Linked DNA regions of Mus musculus: region 2 is linked to region 1. Evidence: chromatin contacts called from public Hi-C data. All regions are on one chromosome and are shown on one strand. Each heading gives the region's core, a stretch centred on a gene start, on an enhancer-like site or on the middle of the called end of the contact. The rest is flanking DNA. Distances are from core to core; before and after follow the strand shown. Region 1 overlaps Kcnmb2 (potassium large conductance calcium-activated channel, subfamily M, beta member 2). Region 2 holds the start of Zfp639 (zinc finger protein 639).

Region 1 (2,718 bases), core at 81-2,580:
TTATCACAGAGAAAGGAGCTTCAGTTGAAGAAATGCCTCCATGAGATCCAGCTGTAAGGCATTTTCTCAATTAGTGATCAAGGGGGAAGGGCCCCTTGTGGGTGGGACCATCTCTGGGCTGGTAGTCTTGGGTTCTATAAGAAAGCAAGCTAGTGAAGCAAGCCAGTAATGAACATCCCTCCACGGCCTCTGCATCAGCTCCTGCTTTCTGACTTGCTTGAGTTCCAGTCCTGACTTCCTTGGTGATGAACAGCAGTATGGAAGTGTAAGCTGAATAAACCCTTTCCTCCCCAGCTTGCTTCTAGGTCATGATGTTTGTGCAGGAATAGAAACCCCAACTAAGACAGAATGGTGTCTGGGATATTTTACAATTATCACATAACAAAGTAGAATTTGTCTTTTACAAGATGATCTGTCTCTCTGGGAACTACCATGACTCAGGGAACTATCATGGAACATTCATTTTGGGAGCATAAATTAAATTATAGTGCAAATTAAACATAGGGCATGCCATTCTTGAAACCAGACTGTAATCTATGAAGGATGGACAGGACAAAATACAATTATGCAAACACAAACCCTTTATCCACTGCTGAAGCCACATATTTCGAATAACAGTTTTATAGTCTCAAGAAACTTCCTTCTGTGTCCCAAGCTTGTGTTCACTGGTCTCTAAAGAAAGGTATTTCTTTTATTGTCTAAGTAATTCACCTTAGACATGCCCCCTGTGGATTTTCTTTTAGCTCAAAGCTTTTAGAATTGTGTGGATAGATGCCCGTTTGTCAAGATCTCATGATCAATATTTGAGATCACTGAGTTGAGTCACTCAGAGTTTTGAGAGGACTTGGCTCTACAGCAATAATGCTTCTTCCGGAAGAGTCAATATGTGCTCACCCACGGAAGCGTAAGTGTAGCCACGCATTCAAGGCCTATGGCGAGTCTAAAGTGTCCGGTAGCTGGAAAACTGTTATCACTACAGCTGTTCAGTCCCCCTTCCCCTGCTTCTTTCTCATTTCATCTTCCTCGTTCCCCCCTTCCTTCTTATCCTGCTGCATTTTCACATTTTCTCTCATCATGTGACAACTTTAATGGAACTAGTGGTCTGTGTGATGAACCAGTTCCTATCCTCTTGTCCCAGCTGTCTGATCTTGTCCTTGGAAGGAAGATATATGGTTATCTTACAAAATTAGCACATGGCTACTTATAATCTGTATGTTGCTGATAAAGGAAACAGCCAGGATGAAGCTGCTGAGGCAGGATTAAAGGAAGGAGAACGTACTTGTGCACTTGGAACCAGGCGTTAGACACTCTTCGGTGTAAAATGCACGCACCAACTCCATCTGCTTCTCTAGAAGATGGGGACATGATAGTGAAGTCTCAGAGGGACTTCATATGCCATGGCTAACAATTTTTAGCACTGACATTTATATAGAAGTGAATGCTATTGGAATTTCAAAGAAAAACCATCAGATGAAATCTATTTTTTGCTTTGAAAAACACACATAGAATGCAAACAGCACTAAGTCAGCTTAGATTGGTTGCCCCAGAGAATTCCTGCGGGGAGGGCCTTCAGCTCTTGCTATGTAGGTTAGCCAGGGCTCAGTGTCACATTCAGCTAGGCAAATGCTGTGCTTTAAGAACCTGATTTTAGAGTATTTCAATACAAGAATAATTTTCCCTCTCCCTTTTCTTCCATCTTTTCCTTCTCTCCCACTTTTTTTTTCTGTTGTGGTGCGCGTGCATGCGTGCGTGCGTGCGTGTGTGTGTGTGTGTGTGTTTGATGTGTAGACTGTGTAGGAGACTGTTGCTGTCTTGCTTTATTGCTCTCTGCCCTACGTTCTTGAGACAGAATCTCTGACTGAACCTGGAACTCATAGTTTCAGACAGGGCTGTCTGTCTTGAAACCCCAGCAATCCTCTTGTCTCTGGCCCTGCCATCAGGACTGATGCTAACAGGCACAACTTGGTTGCTGGGGATGGAACTCAGGTCCTCATGTTTATACAGTGAACTTTCCTCTCTCCTGACCCCTCTCCTCATGGTGAGGGTGTGGTTAGTGAGTGGCAAGAGCTGAGCTGTTGCATCTCAAGGGCCATTTGCTGACTGCGTCTTTTAGGGTCTCTTCTCCACAACACAGGCAGGGGATTTAGAATGCTGTGTTCTGTAAGGAGAGGCAACATGATAGATTGTAGGCTCCCATGATGTGTTAGTATGACGTCCACACTTTGGACATACTCACCTATTTATTAAGAGTTTAAGTTTAAAATAGAACATTAAGGGAAGTTGATATTTTAGATGGTGATGTGAAATTAGTTCACGGAAAATCAATACTAAATAAAAACTAAAACGCAGTGTTAAATTATGTCAGCTAGTTTAATTGGTTCTGTGTTTCTGAACAGTTAATGTAGGGTTTTATTTTTCTCGTTATATCTGCACAGAATTATCTAGAAGATTAGGTGAGATTATGAACATGAAAACATTCTGTGAAGTCAAAGGCTTACTGGCCAGGAGACAGGGAGGCACCAGAACATTTTCCGAGAGGCTTCTATGTTTGGATTGCAAGTTGGTCTGAGCAGATGGTGTCTAAGCTTCCTTTCAACCAGGAGCCCCATGAGGCAAGATCTTCCTTGGGTGAACCCTCCAATGAGCTGCACCTACACGCAAACCTTTCAAAAGGAGGCCCCTAGTTTATGTGAGTGATCTGGCCCTAAATGTTTTTAT
Region 2 (2,718 bases), core at 91-2,590, 460 kb before region 1:
CAATTTGTTGTTAAAGGCATACAACACTACTGGCTTGCTCTCCACTTTTTGAGATAACATTGAAGACAGAAAAAAAAATCCCATTTTAAAAAGGCCCAACTGCCCTCTTCCACATCAACAGCAGAGCTCAGTGGCTCACAGCTGACATCCCAGCACTCAGGAGGCTGAGGCAAGATTACACATAAAGTCTCTTGTGTCCTAAAAACAAAACAAACACATCACCCACACAGAGGCATCTTGGCACCTGGAACCTTCACAACACTTAATAGTGCTTCCCATAGACAAACCTTTTCAAAGGTTTCTCATGAAACCTCGGATGTCTTCACACAATGCCTAGACACTTTTTTTGTTTGTTTTTTTCGAGACAGAGTTTCTCTGTGTAGCCCAGCTGTCCTGGAACTCACTCTGTAGATCAGGCTGGCCTTGAACTCAGAAATCCGTCTGCCTCTGCCTCCCAAGTGCTGGGTTTAAAGGTGTGCGCCACCACTGCCCCGCACCAAGACATATTTTTAAAAGGCTGTTTTCGCGCGCATGTGTAGTCCGAGATGGTGTCTGATCTGGAGGCAATCATGAACCTACTCCAACTGGGTGTTCTCTCCAGCACCCAGCACCGAATTTTTTGAGACTGGGTCGTTGCGTTTTGAAGACGTTTATAACACTTTATTTTTTCACCTCCATTAAAACAAACAAACAAAAAATATTTCCAGGGCTCAGAAGGCGCTTACAGCTAAGCCAGACGACCTGGGTGTCTTCCCTGGAACCCGCAAGGTGGGAAGAACAGCCTCTTGGAAAGTTGTCCTCTGACCTCTACACTTGCGCCATGGCACACGTGCGCATGCATACACGCAATAAGCACGTACATTTTCAAACAGAAAGAGAATTTTCCCGTTCTAATTGAAGCCCGGCGTGGTGGCACACGCCTTTCCGGCTAGCCTAGGCTACACAAGTCCCTGTCACAGATTACAGGAATTCGAAGAGCGCTGGTCTGATTGGCCTCTCCTGGGAGCCTCTGTCCGTGAGGACTCAGGGCCGGGTCCCCGCTGGACTCCAGCGTCTCCCGCGGGAGCAGCCTCCTGCAGGCCGGCATAGGCCCCCCCGCCGCCGAGTCCACCCGAGCGGCCGACACGCACCGGGCCGGGCAGGCCCCGCTCGCCCCGCGGCCCTCGCTTGGCACGCAGGCCCCGGAGGCCGGCCCTCACCTCACGTAGCAGCGCAGCTCCGGCGAGACACGCCCGGATGATGGGACGGAGGGGGCTGCCGGGCCACCGCCCGCGCCCTGCCCAGCCGCCCGCGCCCTCCCCGGCCCTGCCCTTCCCTGCCCGCCAGGCCCAGCAGCACTCACCCCGTCACCCCGCGCATGCGCCACAGCGGGCCGCGAGAGTAAAGATGGGGGACGGGGGGCGGGAACCCTAAGGATGAGGGCGTGGCCTGAGCATGGAGGGGGCGTGGCTTCATGCTAAGGGCGGGGCCTAACAGCAGGACAAGGAGAGACTAGCAGTGCTGTCTAGCGTCCCCTACGGGCACATCCGGGCCGTGCCACCTTCCCCCCTGAGGTCAGCGCTGTCCCACTCATCGGTTTCCTGGAAGGCCGCAGTGATCGATCCTCAGGGTCTTCAGGATCATTAGTGTTTCACGCATGGTGGTTGTCCTCAAATCCCAACATCCGGGCTAGATAAGTCCAGGGCCGAGAAAAAACGCGATGTGACTCGAGATGGGTCCTCAGACCACACCCTGGGTTCTTGAAGTCTTGGGAGATTGGAGGTGGAGTTAGAGAAGGGAGAGCTGAAAAAATGGCTCCCCCCAGTTAAGAGAGTTTTATTTCTCTTCTAGAGAAAGCATGCACATGATAGTTCACAAACGCCTTTACTGTAACTCAACAGCAAGGGATGTGAAGCCTCCGCAGGCATACACACCTCCCCATCCCCCCACCTAAATACAAAAATAAATAAATCCTAAAAAGAAGACCTGATGGAGTGAACCGAGGTTATCACAAAGGATTGCATTCTGTCATTTAAATCCTTTTCGTACCTTGACCGTCAATAAGCAAAGGATTAAATTAGATGAGCATAAATAACTGTGAACATTGTTTTTGAATTATCCCTCGGGCTGACAGTAGATTTCGGTGGTTGTCTGTGCTTGGCAGGGTGAGTGCTGAGGTGTGAGCCCTCAGCGTTACAAGCAACAGTCCAGAGTGCGGCTGTGTGTTTTCTTTCTCGCTCCTCCTTCAGTGTTAAGAATGGAGTCCAGGGGCTGGAGAGATGGCTCAGCTGTTAAGAAAACTGGCTCTTCCACTAGGGGATTCAGGTTTTATTCCCAACACCCACAATGAGGTTCACGTCTGAGCTCACGTGTAAATCCAGTTCTAGGTCGCCTGAAGCCTTCTGGCTTCCATGGGCGCCAGGAACACAAGTGGTGCACAGACATACATTCAGGCAAAACACTCATACAGATAAAAATAAAATATATATATTTTAAAACATTTTTAAATATAATCCTAGCTCTCATCCACTGAGCTGCCCCACCCCAACCCCCTAATCTGGGTGAGAGTTAAAGAGGTTTCAGTACAATTTGTGAGTGTTTCTCGGTTTTGTAACTAAAGCCCTTAAGGTTCAACTAATTGTACGTGAATAGCTAAATCGAGTGGGGTAACTTATATCCAAAGTCACTTGCAAAGTCCCAGCCACGGTTCGTGTGTCTCACCAGCCCAGCGCCCTGTTC

What was found. A called contact is a pair of places that touch in the nucleus more often than the background predicts.
Region 2: a contact with region 1 is called in a Hi-C map of cortical neurons, with 4 times the contacts expected there. The contact joins the promoter of Zfp639 here to the enhancer-like site in region 1. A contact is called at or near these places in 1 of 39 promoter capture datasets (neural stem cells) and 1 of 484 Hi-C or Micro-C datasets (cortical neurons).

Annotation. Positions count from the first base shown.
Region 1 is chr3:32,052,648-32,055,365 of GRCm38.p6, reverse strand. The region is part of intron 2 of Kcnmb2 (potassium large conductance calcium-activated channel, subfamily M, beta member 2); the gene reads right to left. Among named protein-coding and RNA genes, the nearest start is that of Kcnmb2, 150 kb to the right of the region's middle. Within about 2 kb of position 1,330, at least 8 of the 459 cell types and tissues checked have an H3K27ac peak or open chromatin away from gene starts, as enhancers often do. A contact at or near this core is called in cortical neurons, where this site is marked.
Region 2 is chr3:32,509,214-32,511,931 of GRCm38.p6, reverse strand. Zfp639 (zinc finger protein 639) reads right to left here and starts at 1,340. Exons shown (of 7, transcript NM_144519.4): 1 at 1,200-1,340.